2 separate regions of the Mus musculus genome follow, and region 1 is linked to region 2. Evidence: chromatin contacts called from public HiChIP or PLAC-seq data. All regions are on one chromosome and are shown on one strand. Each heading gives the region's core, a stretch centred on a gene start, on an enhancer-like site or on the middle of the called end of the contact. The rest is flanking DNA. Distances are from core to core; before and after follow the strand shown. Region 1 holds the start of 2410003L11Rik (RIKEN cDNA 2410003L11 gene). Region 2 holds the start of Arhgap23 (Rho GTPase activating protein 23).

Region 1 (6,412 bases), core at 1,307-3,806, 150 kb after region 2:
TTAGCTGTGCTCTGTGCCTTGGACTCAAATATTCCTCCCCCAGTCTTCCTCAGCATCCTATCCACAGCCGCAGAGATGCTCCCCAGCTCACCCGTCTCTACTCTTCTCTTATTTATTTATTTTTTTATATAGTATAGAATAGAGTTTATTCAGGGCATGGGGAGGGGAGTTAAGAGGGTAACAGAGGCAGAGAGGAGAGAGCCCACTCTTCTCTTATTGCCTCGAAGTCCCTGATTGATCAAATCATTGCGATTCCCTGCCCCTTGTGTGCGATGGCTCTGCTCCTCTATAAAGCCGTAGCGTTGGACTTCTGACTCAAGATGGCTGGAAAGATGGCTCAGCAGTTAAGAGCATGTGCTGCTCTGCCAGAGGACCCAAGTTCAGTTCTCAGGACTCACATGAGGCTATTCACAACTGTCTGTAACTCCAGCTCCAGGAAGTCACTGCCTTCTGTCTCCCACGGTCTCTGCATTCACATGCTCATATCTACACATAGACACAGAACTAAGAATAAAATTAAATCTTAGGAAAAGGGACTGGTGAGACGGCTCAACGGTTAAGAACACTGTCTGTTCTTCCAGGGGACCTAAGCTTTATTCCCAACAAGCCCATGGAGGCTCACAACAATCTGTTAACTACAGTTCCAAAATGCACTCTTCTGGCCTCCATAGGCACTGCATACATGAGGGACAGACACTCATACACATAGAAATAAATAAAATTTCAAAAAAAAAATCTCTTTTAAAAGATCTTCACCGGGGCAGTGGTGGCACATACCTTTGATCTCAGCTCTTGGGAGGCAGAGGCAGGCAGATTTCTGAGTTCAAGAACAGCTTGGTGAGTTCCAGGTCAGCCAGGGCTACACAGAGAAACCCTGTCTCAAAAACAAACAAACAAAATGATGCCTGTTCAAGGATACCACAAGAAGATCTAGAGTCAACTAACCTGGGCGAGCCCACAGGGGCTCACAGGGGCTGAACCACGAACCAAAGAGCATGCAGTGGCCCTATATTTGTAGCAGATGTGCAGCTTGGTCTTCATGTGGATCCCCTAACAATTGGAGCAGAGCCTGCGGTTCATTCTGTGGCCTGCCATTGGATCCCCTTCCCCATGCTGGACTGCCTGGTGGGGCCTCAATGGGAGGCTTTTCCTCCTGCTGGGATTAGATGTCCTAGGGCCTGTTGGTACCCAAGGGGGGCTCCCCCTCTCTGAGGAGAAAGGGAGGGGATAATAGGGAGAGGAAATTGAAGGTGGAATTGGAGGAGGGGCTGTGTTTGGGATGTAAAGTGAATAAAGAAATTAATGAAAAAAGAGATGTCTCCTAATCTTAAATAAATTAATATATTTCTAAAAAAAAAAAAAAAAAAAAAAAAGAAGGTAGCCCTAGTACACAGGCATACAGTACCATTCTTACACAAGACCCTATATCAAAAAGTAACAAAAATTATATTAGTTCTGCCCCTAATTTTTCATAAGCTGAATCAACACCAATAACCATCCTAGAAAACCATTTTGCAGATCAAAAGTCGAATTCTTTTTTTTTTTTTTTTTTTTTTTTTGAGACAGGGTTTCTCTGTGTAGCCCTGGCTGTCCTGGAACTCACTCTGTAGACCAGGCTGGCCTCGAACTCAGAAATTCGCCTGCCTCTGCCAAGTCAAAAGTCGAATTCTTATTGGCTTACATACTCAGGAGGCAGAGGAAGGTCGATCCCTGTGAGTTTGGGGCCAGCCTGGTCTATAGTTCCAAGACAGTCAGGGCTACACAGAAGAAGGCTGTCTATATACATACATACATACATACATACATACATACATACATACATACATACATACAATTTAAATAAAAATAAAGTCAGCATGGTAGCATAGCACATGTCTTTAATTCCAGCACTCAGGAGTCAGAGGCATGAGAATATGTGATTTTGAGGCCAGACTGATCTACAAAGTGAGTTTCAGGACAGTTACACAAAGAATTCTGTCATGAAAAACCAAAGAGCCAAAATAGTAATAATAATAATATCAAAATAAATTTAATTATTTTCTGTTCCTTTTTAAAAATACATTTATTTATTGTGTGTGCACATACCTTCTTGAGTGCTGCTGTTTTTTATTTATGTATTTATTTATACTTTGTGTGTGCGTTTATTTTATGTATACGGGTGCACCACTGCTGTCTTCAGACACACCAGGAGAGGGCATCAGATCCCTCTTACAGATGGTTGGGAGCCACCATGTGGTTGCTGGAAATTGAACTCAAGACCTCTGGAAGAGCAGTCCGTGCTCTAAACCGCTGAGCCATCTCTCCAACTCCGTGTGTGTGTGTGTGTGTGTGTGTGTGTGTGTGTGTGTGTGTGTGCATAGAGGTCAGAGGACTTGAAAAGGCAGTTCTCTCCTGTGGTGGTTTGAGTGAGAAGGGTCCTCATGGATTCATATATTTGAATGCTTTGTCTGAGTTTGGGCTGACTTCTGGGAGGGATTAGGAGGTGTGGCCTTGCTGTAGGAGGTGGGTCATTGGCAGCTGGCTTTGAGATTTCAAAACCCAGAGCCTTTCCCACCCAGTTAGCTGTCTTGTCTCCTTGATGGCTGCTGTCTCAACATAAGTTCTCAGCTCCTGCTCTAGAGCCATGCTTGCCTGTTTCCATGCTTCTCCAGACGATGGTCATGAACTCTGCTGCCCTCCGGAATCATGAGCCCCAGACTAAATGCTTTCTTACGTAAGTTACCGTAGTCATGGCGTTTGGTCTCGATGCGACAGAATAGTAGTTAGCTAAGACACTTCCTGGCGATCCCAAACTAGGGTCCTCTGGCTTGGTGGCAAGAGTCTTCACTTGCTGACCCCTCTCTTGGGGCGTCGTTTGTTTTTATTTTTGTGTATATGCTTATTTGCACATGGGTTGTGTGCATATCTGTGCAGGTATGTTAATGCACATGTGCGGAGGTCAGAGGATAACCTTGGACGATATGATTATACACTTTTCTGCTTTTTTGTTTGTTTGAAACAGTCTCACAAGCCTGGAGTGTCCCCAAGTGGGCTAAGCTAGCTGGAAGCTACATGGGGCGGAGACTGGACGTGCACGCCATCTTGCTCGTGTTCTGCCGGGGGTTGGGGAAACTAACGGGCTTCAGACTTGTAAGGCAAGCACTTCATTGACTGTGTCATTCCGCTGGCATTTGGGTGTTGTTTTCTCTTGTTTTAAACGGGGTCTCACTGTGTTAGAGTGATATTTTTGTACATTGTGTGAAGATGTGTCTCTGTCCTTCCTTGCCTGCCTAAGGCACCTTCTGATTGGTCAAAATAAAAAGCCTATGGCCTATAGGAGAAGGTAGAATAGAGAGGGTGGGTCATCCAGCGCAGAGAGAGGAACTCTGGGAAAGTCAAGTACCGGAAGACCCGCCACCAAGAAGGAAGTCAGGCTTATGATGCAAGGAGAGGAAACCAACCATGTGGCCGAACTTAGTATAAATGAGTTAATTTAAGAGCTAGTTGGGGAGCAAGCCTAAACTAAGGCCATAATCATCGTAAATGAAAATAAGCCTCCAGCCGGGCAGTGGTGGCACACGCCTTTAATCCCAGCACTTGGGAGGCAGAGGCAGGCAGATTTCTGAATTCGAGACCAGCCTGGTCTACAGGGTGAGTTCCAGGACAGCCAGGGCTGCACAGAGAAACCCTGTCTCAAAAAACAAACAACCAAACAAAAAAAGAAGAAGAAGAAAATAAGCCTCCATGTCATTGTTCGGCAACTGGGGCGTACATGGAAAAGCCTTCGGGTTACAACTACGTATCCCTGGCTAGTCTACAACTCAGTGTGTAAACTATGCTGATCTGTAGAGACCGACCTGCCTCTGCCTCTCGTAAACTATGCTGATCTGTAGAGACCCACCTGCCTCTGCCTCTCAAGTTCAGGGGTTAAAGATGTCCACCACTCCCTTCATTTTGCTTGTTTTTGAAATTGGTTCTCAAATTACAGCCTAGACTGGCCCGGAATTCACAATGTAGATTAGACTGGTCTTAAACCCATGGTAATCCTCCTGCCTCATCTTCCCAATTAGTACAATTATTGGCTGGAGCCACCTCAACCAGCTTAACTATAAATGTATATGAAGGTTGGACTTGGTAGCATGTGTCTGTAATCTTAGCACTCCGGAGACTGAGGCACAAGGATCAAGAGTTTGACACTTTGCCAGCACCTGGGAGGCAGAGGCAGGCAGATCTCTGTGAATCTGAGACCAGCCCAGTCTATAGAGTGAGTTCCTGGACAGCCATGGCTATGTATAGAGATCATGTCTCAAAAACAGAACAAAACAAACAAAACAATAACAAAAAGAGGTTGATGCCAGGATTGGAGAGATAGCTCAGAGATAAAGAGCACTAGCTGCTTTTCCAGAGGTCCTGAGTTCAATTCCCAGCAACCACATGGTGGCTCACAACCATCTGAAATGGGATCCAATGCCCTCTTCTGGTGTGTCTGAAGACAGTGACAGTGTACTCATATACATAAAATAAATAAATCTAAAAAAGAGAAAAAGATTGATGCCAGCCTGTGCTACTTAAAAAAAACAAACAAAACCAGAGTTGACAAGATGGTTCTGCAGGTAAAGGCAGTCCCCACCAAGCCTGGTGACCTGAGTTCAGTCCCCAGGACCCAGTGATGAAAGAAGAGAAATAGCTCCAGAAAGTTCTCTGATCACCAAACCCACTTCAGAGCATTTGTCTATCTACAGAGATACACACACACAGATACACACACACAGATATACATACATGCACGCATATATATATATATATACACATACATACAGATATACACAGATATACACACATGCAAACACACAGATATATACATACATATATATACACACAGATATGCACACACATGCATACACAGATACACATATATGCATACATATACACATATAGATACATAAGCACACAAAAAGGAAAGAAATTTAACAAAAATGAAAGGTAGACCCAAAACCATACATAAAATAAAATAAAATTTAAGACTTCTTTAAGACAGTGTGTGTGTGTGTGTGTGTGTGTGTGTGTTCGGTTTGTGTGGACCTGTTGAGGTCAGAAAAGGTCATTAGGTCCCCTGGAATTGGGCTAAAAACAGTTGTGCGCCATCATGTGGGTACAGGGAGCTGAACCCAGGTCCTCTGCAAGAGCAACATGTGCTCTAGACCACTGAGCAGTCTCTCCGTCCCCAAAGAAACAAATTTATATGGAAATACAAAGTGAGCAAATTAGTTAGTTTTTTAAAAATTTTGTACAAGTATGTGTATAAAGCAATAGTGAGAGGTACATTCAGGGTGCAGCTAGACCCTCGGTGCTGAATAGAGCTCTCAAACAAAGCCATCCACACGGCATCACCTGGCTCACACAAAGGCACAGCTGCAGTCCAGACAGGGATGGAAGAGCCTTCAATAAATGTTGAATAATTGGATATTCACAAAGAAAATTCAATCCCGGCTTTTACTTCAAATACATCCCCAAATCAATTTGAAATGGACAATAAGCTTAAGTATGAAAGATTGAAAAAAATAGAACTTCGAAAAAGAATCTCATGGAAACTAATTTCCATAGTCTTGTGGTAGCCACAACCTCATTGTTGAAGCCAGACTGCTATAGTAACTTGTGGTCATCCATGCCTACATGAAGTTAAAGTCTAGCGTCCATACCTCACAGTTGAGCTGAGTGTGGTGATCCAGGCTTATGCAAGAGGATCACCAGTTTGAGGCTAGCCTGGGCTACGTTACAAGACCCCACCCCACCCCAATCTCAAAAAGAACCAAAATCCAAAAACCAGCTAGGCTGGGTAGTGCATGCCTATAACCCCAGCTCCTGAAAGGTAGAGAGACGGGGTTGGGACATAGGAATCTAAGGCCAGCCTGGACTAAATAGCAAATTTGAGGCCAACTTTAGCTTTATGAAACCTTGTCTCAAAACACCACTGCCACAATATATTTTGCCTGTCTTTGTCGTTGGGTCAAGCAGGGAGGTACATAAGCCCCCACCTCTTGTTACTCATTTTGGACAGAGGCAGTGCAGCCTATTATTCATTTTAGACATTAAAAGCCTTCCTTTCTGAGACATTTCCTAGCTCTTGCTGTATACTCTCTCTCTCTTCTCTCTCTCTTCTCTCTCTTCTCTCTCTCCTCTCTCTCTTCTCTCTCTCTTCTCTCTCTCCTCTCCTCTCTCTCTCTCTCTCTCTCTCTCTCTCTCTCTCTCTCCCTGTTTAACACTGGAAATCCATCTGTCTGTTGATTATTCATTTGTTCACGTGTTTGTTTTGAGATTCGGTCTCAGGTAGTCCAGGCTGTCCTTCAACTCACTCAATAGCTGAGGCTAGCCTTGTACTTCTGATCCTACTGCCTCCACCGTCTAAATGCTGCCATTGTAAGAGAATGCCAGC
Region 2 (6,427 bases), core at 1,030-3,529:
GCTTGACCAAGAACTCTGGAAGGGCAGAGGCTGTGTCTGTCCACACATGCTGTGTAGTCTGGCTTCTAGCAGAGGACAGAGACTCAGCTCATGGGTTTGGACAGCTCTCTATGTATCCTTCTGGTGTGGGCCCTTGTCTGACTGTGGGCATAGGTCCTGTGGATGTGTGGGTCATTGCATGCTTGTGACTGTGTGATCATCCTCTGAGTGTGTGTCCTCTGTGTGTGTAGCTGTGCATGGGTGTGACCTTCAGCAACCACCCCCAGCTAACCTGGCTGATGCCCACCAGGACCCTCCCCACGGCACCGCCTGGAGCCCATGGACACCATCTTTGTGAAGAATGTGAAGGATGGTGGCCCCGCCCACAGGGCGGGGCTTCGCACAGGTGAGCTTGTCTGTGACCTGATGTAACACTCCTCTGGGACTCACATCGATTTTAATTGGGTTGGGATTCATGAACCTAGATGCTGGTGAGATTCCTCTTCGTTTACTTCCATTCATGCTTAGTACATGGGTACACTGCGCTCCTGCTTTGGATTCTCACATGTGATCCCTTGTCCCTAGGAGACCGGCTGGTGAAGGTGAATGGGGAGAGCATCATTGGGAAGACCTACTCCCAGGTCATAGGTCTGATCCAGAACAGGTGAGTGTCTGGCCAAGGTAGCACGCAGGCACCCAGACTCCTTTCCCCCCAACCTGGGCCCTGCAACCGGATCCCTCTCCCCAGACACTGTCCTGTTGCCTCTGCTTGACCCTCTCCCTGTCTCTGCAGTGACGACACCCTGGAGCTCTCTATCATGCCCAAGGACGAGGACATCCTCCAGCTGGTGAGTCCTTCTGTCTGCATGGAGGGCCCCTGTGGGAGAAAAGAGAAGGAAACAGCCCAGCATTGCTCAACTGGTGCTTCCAGGCCCATCCCTGGGCCGGGGCTGCTTCTTGCTTCACTTGAGCCTGCTCTGTGCTAGAGAGAGAGAGGAGGAGAGAGAGAGGAGGTGCTGGCCTTGGTAAGCAGGATTCCTGCCAGGGTATCTGAAAAGAGGGTGGCCCAGCGGGCCCTGCCAGCTTGGCATGTTCTTGTTTGCTCCTGTGAGAGATGCCTGTTCCCTGTACCCCCTCCTCACTTGGCCTGAGGGAACATGGCTCTAGAGGTGTGTCCATAGATTCGAACTCCAAACACCACCCTTCAACACATCCCACGGCCAGAGGTACCACTTGGTACATATCAGGACGCTCAATCCTGCATAGCCCTGTACAACTCAGCTCCATAGAAGACACAGCATTGCCGGGCAGGACTCACAGAGCCTCTCCCTGTCTCTGTGCCAGTGTACCGCAGTACCCAGGTAGCACACAGTGGGACCTCACAGCAGCCTCACTTGCACCTCTGTCTTGTAGCACAAACTCTGTACACATCTGGATTCTGTGCTGTTGTGACATAAGCATACACTGGTGTGTTATCGCAATGCTGCCCACAAATGTCACCGCATGCCACAGCCCCTTTCAGGCATCTATGCTTAGTGATATCATAGAATCCCAAATTCATCCACGTGAGATACAAAGTCTGAACTTGTCACAACCAGTGTCTCAGCACACCGAGAACATAAAACCCTTTGGGAGGGTGCTACCCAAAGGCCTGCCCCACATGTGTTGTGTGAAGCAAGCCCAGAGCCTTGTGTCTGGAGCCTGAAACAGTCCCCCTTGCCTAGTGCCCTGTTCTTGGTCTCTTGGCTCCAACTCAGATGCCAGCTTGCTTGCCTCTTCGGTCACTGCCCCTCAGAGGATGGCTAAGGGCCAAGCCCAGAGGCTCGGAGCTGCTGTGCTGGCTTTGGCTGTGTCACTGTAATGACAGGGCCACACTTGGCATGATGCCTCCCCGGGGAACCTCCATTCCTGACCTCAGTTGTCCCCTTGCACTTCCTGGAGTTGAGAGGGAAAGAATGGAGGCTCAGAGAGGTGCACGGCTCACCCAGAGTCTTAAAGAGCTGCCTGTGCTCCAGTTATGAGAGAGGAACAGGGCATGGCACCCTGCCTCAGTCCAGCTGTCAGGGGCAAGGGGCAGCAAGGGCAGCAGCCTTGAACTCTGCCAGACCTAGACCCAAGTAGGCTGGCATCCCCAGATGTCAACATCTGGGAGCTCCCACGACCCGCCATCTCCAGTCAGCCAGAGGGTGGGGCCCAGGCATTCCTGTGGTTGGGAGCCAAGGCTGGAGGCCAATCGGGTGGCGGCAGCTGCTGACGCCACCACCGACGCGGCAAGTCCCCTCCACACCCATCCTCCCTCCTCCTACCGCCAGGCAGCCGAAGAGAGCCGGGTGGGGGAGAGGGGAAGCTTCAGGGAGGGCTGGCTAAGGGGACTAAGGGACTTAAATCAGCTGTGCAGGGGCCCTAGTGAGAGGTAGCTGGGCAGCAGTCACAGGCTGGCGGAATGCTGTCTCCGCCACTGTGATGCTGGGAGCTCCAGGAGCCAGCAGGATGGCAGGAGGAGGAGGTATGTGTCGCTGGCCCAGGATGCCAGGCTGGAGGGGCCGAGGGTGCGGGGGTGTGGTTAGCTGGTCCTTGTCACATGATGTTTGTGTTTGGGACTGGAGGGGTAGTTTTTTGTGTGTCTCATTGTGTGTGCAGTGTCTTTCGGGGTGTGTATCTTGCCGTTTCTCTGTGATGTGATGTAGTATGTGTGTGTGTCTGGGCTCACCCTTCACCCTTTGCTGAAACAGGCCCCCTCAGCTCAGCCAGCACTAGGCTCGGCAAGAGCCACAAGGCTGCTGTCCGGGGGTGGGGTGCCTCCTTTTTTGGCTGAGCCTGGGCACCAGCCCTGTCACTCCTCAGCAATGCAGCGTCAGCTTCAGCAGCCAGTGCCAAATTCCAGGCCTGGGGTGGCAGGAGGTGGCCCAAGGCCCCTTAGCTTGTCCAGCCCCTCCTTTAAACTGGTCTCTGGGGGGGCAAGAAGTGGTCATGTTCTTCACCACAGAGTACAGGCCCTGGGCCCCAGCTCACATCACCCTATAGTGAAGGGACCTTGGCCTCTTCCAGCCTCCGCCTACCCTCAGACCACCCCTCCTTGGACACACCCACTCCGTAGCCAGCTTTCTAAGGTCCTCTAACCACCTTGACAGATTTCTGCCCATTGCCCCCACTGAACTGCAGCCAGGAGCTGTGGGCATCATTGGACATAAAGGAACTGTAGGCAGGGGAGGGCAGGGTGGAGGAGGGCAGGATGGGGGAGGGCCCTAGCAAACAGATGTTGGAATGTTTGTGGCTAAAGGCTGTCCTTGTTTTAAAAGTCTTACAGAAATCTGGCTATTTTGAGAGAGAGAGAGAGAGAGAGAGAGAGAATGAATCTTATCTCTTTGTCCTCCCTCAGGACTCTCCTTGGAGCACACCCTCATCCATTCAGGATGCCCCTACTTAATCAGCTCCCTTGCATTTCCTTGTGAGAACCTGGGTACCCTAGGGCTGATGCCTGTCATCTGAGTCCGGTCTGCTCATGCTTTTATGCCTCTGTGTTTCCGGCCAGGCCTACTCCCAGGATGCCTACCTAAAGGGCAACGAGCCGTATTCTGGAGAGGCCCGCAGCATCCCAGAACCACCTCCACTCTGCTACCCACGGAAGACCTATGCTCCACCAACCAGGGCCCCTGCCTGGGCTACTATGGTGCCTGAGCCCATCTCAGCACTACCCCCAGATCCCCGGAGTCCTGCTGCCTGGAGTGACCCAGGGTCCCGTGTCCCATCTGCCACCCGTGCCCACCTGGACAACTCTTCCTTGGGGATGAGCCAGCCCCGCCCAAGCCCTGGTGCCTTTCCCCACCTCCCTTCAGAGTCCCGGACACCCCGTGCCTTCCCAGAGCCTGGCAGCCGGGTGCTTCCCAGCAGACTGGAGTGCCAGCAGGCTCTGTCACACTGGCTGTCCAATCAGATACCCCGCAGAGCGGGGGAGAGACGGTGCCCAGCCATGCCACCCCGGGCCCGCAGTGCCTCCCAGGACCGGTTGGAGGATGTGACTACCCACCACCCATGGCCCTGCTCCACCTCCCAGGATGCCTTGAGCCAGCTGGGCCAGGAGGGTTGGCACCGAGCTCGCTCAGACGATTACCTGAGCCGGGCTACCCGCTCTGCTGAAGCACTGGGTCCAGGAGCACTGGTGTCCCCTCGTCTTGAACGCTGTGGTTGGGCTTCCCAGCGCCCATCTGCCCGCACCTCTGCTTGCCCTTCTCGGGACTTGACCCAGGCCCCTCCCCCATCTGGCCTGCAGGGCCTGGATGACATCGGGTACATTGGATATCGGAGCTATAGCCCATCATTCCAGCGCCGGACTGGTCTCTTGCACGCCCTCTCCTTCCGGGACTCACCCTTTGGGGGACTTCCCACCTTCAGCTTGGCCCAGTCTCCTGCATCATTCCCACCAGAGGCCTCCGAACCACCTAGGGTCGTCCGGCCAGATCCTAGCACCCGAGCCCTAGAGCCTCCCGCAGAGGATCATCGTGATGAGGTGGTCCTGAGGCAGAAGCCTCCAACGGGTCGCAAGGTCCAGCTGACCCCAGCAAGGCAGATGAACCTTGGATTTGGTGATGAGTCCCCAGAACCCGAGGCCAGAGGGGAACGCCTGGGGAGGAAGGTAGCCCCTCTGGCCACTACGGAAGACTCGCTGGCTTCTATTCCCTTTATTGGTGAGTGGTGTTACAAGTGGCTGGCTAAGGGTCCCATCTCCCTGTCTACTGTGCCAGAGTCTGCGCCATGTGCCAATAGGGGCATCTGGGTTCTGTCTCTATCTGTTCGTCCATTTGTCCATTCCTCAATAATTGCTTCTTTCCTCCTGTTTTCCATTCCTTCATTCTTGTAGCCATCTTTCCGTCCACGCTTCTTCGTCTCCCTCCCTCCCTCTCCTCCTCCTTTCCTCCTGCATCCTTCCTTCTCTCTGTCCTTCACTCTGTCCATCTATCCATTCTTAGCTCCCATCTTTCCCTCCTTTCTCCTGCTCACTCTTTTACCATTTCTTTGTGTCTTTCGTTCTTTGTTTTTTTTTCCATCTCTCCTACATTCCTCCAACAGATATTTACATCAGCTACTATGTAAGCTTCAGGCTTACCTGGTGGATGGCTGCCCAGACAGAAAGCACACAGGACAGACAGCCTCTGTGGATGGGGAAGGGCTCTGTGGCCTGGATGGGTGTGGTCAGCACTGGAAAAATATTGGAAAAACATTTGGCTAAGGATTTGAGGTGGTCTGAGGAATAGTATTCAAAGAGAAAGACAGAACTATGTAGAGCTTGAGGTAGGAGGAGCCAAATGCACTTCCAGGCCATGTGATCCTTTCTTGTCCAAGGCTAAGCGAGGCTGTGAGGGCAGCCCATAGAGTGGGGAGAGGCAAGAAGGCAGAGAGGTGAGGCGATCTCCAGCTTTTTGGCTTGCCAGAGTGGTGCCTCATCTCCATGTTGGGGATGGGGGTGCAGAAAGAACAAGAAAAGGGTTAGGGGTGTGAGGAGACAAGCCAGGCCAGGCTCTGAGTCTATGGGCTGTGGCGAAAGCCTGGAACGGAAGATGGTGCTATTGGGCCCAAGTCCTGGGCCTGGTGGGTTTGTAGCTGAGTGGCCTGGGAACTAAGAAGAAGCGTAGCAAGGACGGTAGGATGTCATCTCCAACCTGGGTCGGGGGTCCAGCCATGGCCAACAAGTCCCAGCTGAGCCTCTTGTCAAGGTGTGCCAATCTAATATGAAGACAAAGAGCTTGTGCCCCAATGTCGACAATCCGATAGAATACTGCCTTGTGTTTTAGGAGCCCACTCCAAGGAGCGTGGCTCAGTGCCCTTGATGCAATGGGAGACTCAGCACCTGCTAAAAGGAGACACTCCTTGACCATGCTCTGGTGGGCGAAATTCCCCAGTGAGGGAGAGTTTAGGGGTTTGCAGTAAGTGCCGCCTGGAGCCTGTGGGCCTGGGGTATCCGGCAAGCCTGGCCTGTGTTCTTCACATCTTCCTTCCTCTGCTGCCAGACGAGCCCACCAGCCCCAGCATTGACCTTCAGGCCAAGCATGTCCCTGCCTCCGCAGTGGTCTCCAGTGCCATGAACTCAGCCCCTGTCCTGGGAACTAGCCCATCCTCGCCAACCTTCACTTTTGCCCTCAGCCGCCATTACTCCCAGGACTGCAGTGAGTGTCTCCAGCCTGTGTTGCTCCCTCCTCTGCTATCTGGTCTTTTTCCCGTGGGTCTTTTTCCCAATGTCTGTTTGCTTCTTCTGGGGCCCCATGGGAGAGCCCATTGATGACTGGAAGGGAGGGCTCCTAGGGTACCCACCAACCTGCTCTTCACTAACCCTGTGGCCGCCTGTGGGTACCTTTTCAGGCAGCATCAAGGCAGGCCGCCGTTCCTCCTACCTGCTGGCCATCACCACGGAGCGCTCCAAGTCCTGTGACGATGGACTGAACACCTTCCGGGA

The links. HiChIP or PLAC-seq counts read pairs in DNA pulled down with a chosen protein or histone mark.
Region 1: an H3K27ac HiChIP or PLAC-seq map of embryonic stem cells shows a contact between it and region 2, with 5 read pairs. The contact joins the promoter of 2410003L11Rik here to the promoter of Arhgap23 in region 2. A contact is called at or near these places in 1 of 39 promoter capture datasets (macrophages), 2 of 484 Hi-C or Micro-C datasets (bone marrow-derived macrophages and embryonic stem cells), 5 of 115 datasets of contacts at active chromatin or transcription factors (embryonic basal ganglia, embryonic hindbrain, embryonic midbrain and 2 more) and 2 of 9 other capture datasets (liver and macrophages).

Annotation. Positions count from the first base shown.
Region 1 is chr11:97,595,955-97,602,366 of GRCm38.p6, forward strand. It overlaps 2410003L11Rik (RIKEN cDNA 2410003L11 gene), which reads left to right and starts at 2,557. Exons shown (of 4, transcript NR_045496.1): 1 at 2,557-2,713.
Region 2 is chr11:97,447,881-97,454,307 of GRCm38.p6, forward strand. Arhgap23 (Rho GTPase activating protein 23) reads left to right here and starts at 2,280. Exons shown (of 19, transcript NM_021493.2): 1 at 2,280-2,485; 2 at 3,512-4,664; 3 at 5,985-6,140; 4 at 6,334-6,427. The coding sequence starts at 3,647.